Regions from separate parts of the Mustela erminea genome. Here region 1 is linked to region 2. Evidence: chromatin contacts called from public Hi-C data. All regions are on one chromosome and are shown on one strand. The core of a region is the stretch at or near the end of the contact, and the rest is flanking DNA. Distances in the headings are between cores, read along the strand shown.

Region 1 (4,084 bases), core at 1,575-4,074, 66 kb before region 2:
TACTCAGGTCTGCTCCTGAACTCTGGTTAGGCATTTTCTGTTGCCTCCGGACAACTTCAGTTAAAAGTCTACCAGAAGCACTACATATCTAAATTCAAATCTCATCTCCCTCCACAAAACAGCCGCCCTCCCCTGCTTCCTCATTTTTATAACTTGGCGCCACGATTTTGTTTCAGATACCCAGGTCTAAAACAGGTCTTCCAGAACTTTCTCATCTGATAATGTGTGTTCTATACCTGTGCTGTCCACTGTGGTAGTTACTGCTAGTCACATGTGGCTAGTGAGCACTTGAAATTTGACTAGCTGACTGAGGGACTGAATTCTAAATGTTATTTAATTTAAATTGATTTAAAGCAAAATGATGGAGTGTGTTTAGGAGGTACTGCTTTGGACAGAACAGTTTATACCTTCCCCCTTTCAGCACATCCAAACCTTCCCATCTTTGGTGTTGCCACGACCCATCCTTTTTAATGAGACTTCTCTGAATTATTTTAGTTTCATTTCTTTTCATCCATCCCCACTGTTGCACTAACTCTCCCCTAGAGAAAGGCAGGAGCTCCCTGACCAGTATCTTTGTTTAAGCTGTGTCTAACCCATTTACCCAATACACTAGGGTATCAATAGCATTTCCAGTTCAGGAGTTCCAAATGATTTCTACTTGCTAATCAAAGACAAATTTCTGGGCTTAATGCCCAGGCTTCCCCTCATGAGATCTGTTCCTACCGTACAATGTCCTCTCTCACTCTGCCATCAAGCACTCACTCCTATTTCCTTATTGCTGCCCATCACTATGTTCATTCCTATCCCTGGACCTAATCTCCTTTTTCCTAACTATGCAAATTCCAAACCTTTGGAACTCCAATCATTAATCTCACCCCTTTTACCAACCCTTGTGCCTCACTGACTAAACACTTCCTCCCCTGAAATCCTACAATACCACTCATTCTCTAGCACTGGTATCCCTCTGTCGTACACAGGTTCATCACAGAACTTCAAGAAGCTCCAAATGACTCTTCTGTATCACGTGTGGTCCAGCAACTAGAATGCTGACCAGTGCTTTGGTCCTGAAAATGTCTGCTCACAAAATGGTTGATTGTACAATTCACCTTCACCGACCTTAATTTAATAATCAGGAGACTAGAAAGACAAGAGTAAGACAGTTTGGTACAACAAGTTGGGCAGGTTTTGATGGTGGTTTGTCAAGCTTGTCTTAAATGATTAAGCCATAAACCATTGAGTACAGGGCAGACAGTTACGCTGCACAGCCTGTTAGCACTAGGGAGGAAAACACATCAACATCAAGTCACCAGAGGAAAAACTACTGCCTCCAGATGCCTTTGAACACTAGCAACAAGATTACATTCAAGCACACATGGACACCAGCAGCAGAAGTCTCTCCCTGATGTCTAACAACAAAGTACTTCCAGCCTATGCAGATGGTCATGTTGCATGCAAACTGTCTCAACTCAGGAACTAAGGTACAGAAATCTTAAAACAGGAGCTTGAAGGTTCCTTGAGGAAATGGCTGTTTCCACGTCTGGGGCAGGAACCCGTACAAAATGAGCAAGGGACATCTTGTGCCAGAAAGCATGAAGCAGTCAAAGACTAACAGGGTCTTGCCAAAAGGACATGAGTACCAACTTGAAGGAGCTTCCCAATGGCCCAATGATGACACAATGTGGATATAAAAATCTGGACATAATGACTGCAATGGACTGAAACACATCAAATATATGGAAACTCCCCCTACCCCCAGACTTGAGTTCATAATGACTAGTTCACCAATTTAAAAGAACAGAGGACAAAGAAACACACTAAATGAAACCACAGGGATGCAAAATCCAAAATATGTCATTTTTCTATAGAACAAATGACCCAGTTGCTTCAACAGGTAAATGGTTTTAAAAAAAGAAAGAAAGAAAGAAAGAAAGAAAGAAAGAAAGAAAGAAAGAAAGAAAGGAAGGAGAAGGCATAAGAGTCATATGAACCAAATTCGGTTTGAGGACCTTGCTTGGAACTGGATTTAAATAAACTAACTGAAAAATGGCGCTTTGTGGGTGAAAATCCAGGACATCTGAACACTGAGTATAAGATAACATTGGGTTTGTATGTGGTATCACGACTATGGTAAAAAAACAAATCCTCGGACGTTTATGTCTAAAATCCTAGGGATGTGTGTAAGGAGGGAGAGGAGGCGGCAAGGGTTACACGTAAGAGTGACAGGAGGTTAGTGACAGGCAGAGCTGGGGAAGGGGTAGGAAAAGGCTGGTTATTTTCTTCCCTCCAGTTTTCTACACATCTTCTGCTCTAAAGGCTAAAAAGGGGAGTCCAATACCAGCTGCATTTTCTAAGCTTCTCCCCCCTCACTGAGTTTTCTGCTCTGGCCCACTCACATGAGAGCTTTCAATTCTTCTTTAAATTGTACCTTAAAATTCTCACTTTACATGATGTTTAACAATATTTATATCATACCTCTGGCTACTTTCAAGTGAAAATATAGGCAAACTAATTTACAGATTTTAATAACCACTGCTTTCTATGGAAAGTAAATACTCGGTTTAAAAATACACAGAGGCATCTGGAAGGTGCTCTAAGAACACCAAATTTTCAAACTACTCACTACATGTTTACACACGCAACTCTGGATTGGTAACAACAAAAAATTAGATGCCAAAAGTTTTGTATGGCAACATCTGAAGAAGCAACATAGATATTTAGAAATAGAAAGAAGGAAATAGAATGCTGGCATCAAACACATGCACTGACTCACGCTCTGTCTAAACAAGTCTGAACTTGGGGGAAGTGTTAAACCACAGAGATATGAATCAGAGGGAGGCAAGCTATAAAGCGAGGGGTAGGAGAGCAAGCTGATTCACGCCAACAGTGATGCCAGTAAAACGCTTGTCTGCCAATTTAATAGAACAGCACCAATGCTGGGACAAACAGATGCACAACAGACCCAGAGCTGGCAAACAACCCTTGTGCAAAACGACAGGGGGTGACCTTGCCAATCAGGGAGGCTCACTCCTGAGGGAGAAGAGGATTTGTTTTCTTTTGTTTTGTTGAAGTTTTCAGGCTTTTTTGGCTTTTGTTTGTTTGCTGATAGTAATATACTACCATAAATGCCTGCTTATCAGCCCAGTCATTCATTCCAGGAAGATGAAGGTGAGTTACCAAGTAAGTGGGTTAGTGAGTGGACACACACAGGTAAAACGCAAAGGGCAGACTTCATAAACATGTCCTTTGTTGACACAACACAGATAAGCTATATAGCACCTGAGCTCTACTTCCCAGGCAGCTTCTACTCCCTCACAGTGTGCAGGTCTGTCCAAAGACGACGTCTTGAAACACATCATTTAACTGATAGTTCAGAAAACCTTTTAAAATCTAAGGACTAGAGGCAAGACCACAGAGACTTTTTCCTTCAGTTGTATAGGATTTGAGAATTTAAGGGCTCATGATTCACCTACCTTTTAACTCCCATATGGGAGTTTAGCTCATTGGCTGAATTTTAAGGAGGGAAATGTGTTAAGATGTATGGAAAAATGAACTGATTGAACTACAGAGAAAATACTTTCCCACATTTACCATCTTGTCTTTGCCCAAGACCATCTTTCCTTTTTATTTTTCAACTGAGAATATAAATTTTGTTACGTTGTACATACCCTTTCAATAACATGAACAAAATATTCTGTTGAGTGCAGATGTATTCAACAGTAGGAGTTCTTGTACCAATTTGTCTTCTGAGAATATTGTTGAAAATTTGAGCCACGTCTTTTTTGCCCTATTAGGAATACAATCATTAAAATGTTTACCCGACTAACCGCCAAAGAGCCCATCCACCCTCCCAAGTAAACTCAAATTAATGCATTGCATATTTGTAAGTATGACTGAATATCTGACTTTAAAATGTTCACAGGTATTAAATTTTCATATTTATTTACAATTCCAAATTCTATGTTTTAGTAGTACACTGTTTTTAACATGAGCAATTTATGTTCACAAAGTGAAATCTTACTGCATATAATTTCAACCATTTCTAGCCCTTCGGATCATATGGACTCACATATGAAAAATAAAACCC
Region 2 (3,626 bases), core at 678-3,177:
AAGGAAAAAATAAGCATAAGAAAACTGAAAAGGAAATATGCAAAACCAAATCTAAGTGGTAAGATTACAGAAGATAATTTTTAAAAATTTTCCAGTACCTCTTGCACTTTATAAGCTTTTTTAACTGAAAAAAGTTGACATTCACTGATCATATAAACAAACAACAAACAAGTGTTTATGAAACTAACATGGGTTCTGAGCTGCTTCCACAAGTCATATATTCTAGACTTTGAGTAAAGCTAATTATCTGCTAGTAACTGGGGAAAAATGTACAAAATCAAGCTAGATTTTCACTTCTCACTCTCCCATATTTATGTAACTGAAAATAAAGAAACGTTTACCCTTCTTTAAAAAGTTTCTATCCAACTTGCCATTCCAGAATGCTAGTTAACAATCTGATTTTTAAAAATCATCAATTTAGACTGCTTTACAAAATGCCATTTCGAAGAAGTTATGATCAACTCAGTAATTCCAAAGTGCAGCCAGCTAATACACTGTGGGAGAAGTTTTGATGCATTTTAGTGAACCGCACCAAGAGAATTGCCTTATGTGCAAAGAGCTTATTTTACACGCATCTTTCCATTACCTCTTAAGAGCATGATACCTAAATGAAGCTTTTTGCAAAAGGTACTTTGCTTAGCCTGGACATGAATTTATTTGTAGCTGTCAAAATCGATCTCAAACTGCATTATATTCAAGGCACAGAACGTCAACCCTTCACTGGGCCTCCTCTTTCTTTCACAGGACGGCCTTAATATCTCCTAGCTTACATTTCCGGGCTCATGAGTCACTGAGTAATGAGCTCTAAGTTTACCTTAGAATGCCACTCAAATAGCTTCTCTACAATATTCAAGGGTCTGGCCCCCAATACCTCTGTAGCCTACCCTTAACTCCCCAACATGGCCAGAGACAACTGAATTATCCACTATTTCTAGACTATGCCTTTTTATCTTTTTCCTCTAGTTTGCTGTCTCTCCTCATACCGTCTCTTCCCCATCCGTCGTCTCCCAAACCCCACCGAGCCTTCAAGACCCAGCTTGGTACCGCCTCGCCCAGGAAGCCTTCCAGATCTCTGCTAGGCGGAAGTGATCCATCGGTACGGTCATCCCCGGGTGTCTTTCTAGCACTTTGTAGTTCTTTCACAGGACTTATCCCCTCTTTCCTGGTATCGAGGTTATTTGCGTACTGGTCTTATCTCCCACACCAGAGCGTAAGCTCCTCGAGGGAGGGGACCTTGGGCCCCGGTTCCCCTTCGAATCCCTCTGGCGCGGACCGACCACAGTGCCCGCACGCAGTGCAGCGCTCGGCTTGGTTCAACCGAACTCGGGAACGCTCCGGCCGCACAATTCCTAACCAGAAGTCAGTTAGGCATTTTCCTCAAATGAAGATCACAAAAGATGCTGCCTGCCTCCCCACAGCAGGAAGTTCACCAGGGGCCAGGAGTGAGGCGGCCAGAGCCGTGTGCGATGGGAGTGACAGCTGGCCCGACCCGCACCTCCCTGCTCACCCGACTCCGGCCGCGGACGCCCCCAATCGCCAGCCCTGCCAGAGAACCGCGAGGAGTGGCAGGGGAGCACCGGGCGCCCAGAGCCCCGGCCACAGGCCGCTGGGCGCCGCGCCGGCGGGGACTAGGAGGGAAGGCTCCGCAAGGGGCCCGGCCCGGGCCGAGCCGAGCCGAGCCGAGCAGGGAGGGCGGGCCACAGGGGCCCGCCGCCTCCGCCACCGGAGAAAATGGAGGCAGCCCGGGGGCCGGTGACGGGCCGGGGCAGGCGGAAGCCGGGCGGGCGTCTGCGCCGCGAGCAGGGCCGGGCTGGGGGTCACTCACCGGGCTGGGCCGGGCGGCTCCCTCTCCGCCTCCGCGTCGTCGCCGTCCCCGTCCTCGGCCGCCGCCGCCTCGGGCTGCTCGCTGGGTCCCCGCGGCGCGGCTCGGGCGCTCGGCCCCTCCGTTGTCTTCCGCCTGTTCCTGCTCCCGGCGACCGGCTCCCGCGGCGGCGGCGGTGGCTGCGCGGGCGGACGGTGGCCCAGGGGCTCCCGCGGCGGCCGCTGCACTGCTGCGCTCACTCGCTTGGGCTGCGGCTGCGGCTGCTGCTGCGGGACCTGGCGCCGCCTTCGCCTTCGCCGGCTGCTGGAGAATCAGTCTCTCCCAGGCCTCGCCGCTCCCCGCTCCCGGCCCGAGCCCGGCTTTGACGTACGCACTGCGCAGCCGCGGAGGGCGCGACGTCGGGCGGTGCCGCAACGCCCCCTGCGGCCTCGGGCGCGCCCCAGCGGCTGGGCGGACTCGCGACAGCGGAGTCCGCGCGTAGGCCGAAGCGGGAGGGGACCCAGAGAAAAAGCAGCAGCCAGAGCACACGGGAAGGTATGTGTGTGGGGGGGGGGGGGGGGGGGGGGGGGGGGGGGTTCTTTCACCTGCCGCTTCAGTGTTGGTGCTCAGCCTTTCTCAGCACTCTTCCTGGAAGAATCCTATGTCCGCCTTCTACGACCACTTCCTCAACCGTTAACAAAGCTTTATTTTTTCTAAATGCCAGGGGCCCACTTTGTGGAGACAGAGTTTTTCATACTTGCGAGGGACAGATAACTCTCAGGTAGTATCCTCTGGGCCAGAGTGCAGAAAGTGATGGAATGATCCAGATTAATAGGACTCAACAGTCTGGATTTAAACTCCAGCTCCACGATATGGTCTCCAATGGATTATTTCATGTCCTTGTGCCGGGGTTTCTTTACACACACACACACACACACACACACACATAACATATAGCAATACAGGACGATAGGCTTATGAGGATGAACTAGATAATGCATCGCAAAGCTCTGGCAGCAGAGTCCGCTACGTAGAAATGCCATGCATACATATTTTTGTTTCCCTCTGTTGCTTTGGTTTAATTTGTAATTGAACCGGGTATTTTCGAGCATCTACTGTGTGCCACTATTCTAGGCGGCAGGACAGTGAACAAAGCAGCCCCCGCTCCTGAGACGTGCCAATAAATAAGCCAACACATATAGGACATTGGGTGGTTTCTGGTGCTATGGAGACAAACAACACGGACTAAGGAGGGAAGAGAAGGGAAGCCACTGTTATTTACAGCGCTCCTCCAGGGAGCAGCTACGAAGAAAGCAGGTTGTGAGCTTTCTGTATGGAAAGGCAGAGGGAACAGCAAGGATGAAGGCCCTGAGATGGGACACCAGGAAGCCCAACGAGGCAAGCGCACTGAGGTTGGGGAGAGGGGAAAATAGGAGGAGAGAAGGGGGAACCAAACAGAACAAAGTGAGGAACTTTGGTTTTCACTCTGCATGAGATGGGAAGCTATTTGGACGGTTTCAAGCAGAGAAAGGCCCTGGTCTGAGCCTTCAAAAGGCTGTAAAGACCAGCCTGAAGGGCCTGTGGGTTTCAGCCAAAAGACTGGTTAGAAGGTCTTTGAAATAATCCCGTCAAGAGAAGACAGGCTCAGCCCTGGGTGGTAACGGTGGAAGAGGAAAGAAGTGGTCAAGTTTTAGACACATTGAAAAGGTAGAGTTTACAGATTCTTGCTGATTTCCAAACTTTTTTGGTTTTTGGCTTTTCAAGCAATTGGAAGATACAGTTGGTGAAATGAAGATTTAAACAAGCAGACAGGAAGGGAGCAACT

Evidence for each region. Hi-C and Micro-C count contacts between places; a contact is called where the count stands out from the background.
Region 1: a Hi-C map of spleen shows a contact between it and region 2, with 2.8 times the contacts expected there. The contact joins the enhancer-like site here to the promoter of CAB39 in region 2.

The regions. Positions count from the first base shown.
Region 1 is chr8:38,425,196-38,429,279 of mMusErm1.Pri, reverse strand. It overlaps CAB39 (calcium-binding protein 39), which reads right to left. Exons shown (of 9, transcript XM_032355124.1): 4 at 3,666-3,784. Among named protein-coding and RNA genes, the nearest start is that of ITM2C, 49 kb to the left of the region's middle. Within about 2 kb of position 2,824, the one cell type or tissue checked has open chromatin away from gene starts, as enhancers often do.
Region 2 is chr8:38,358,466-38,362,091 of mMusErm1.Pri, reverse strand. It overlaps CAB39 (calcium-binding protein 39), which reads right to left and starts at 1,927. Exons shown (of 9, transcript XM_032355124.1): 1 at 1,826-1,927.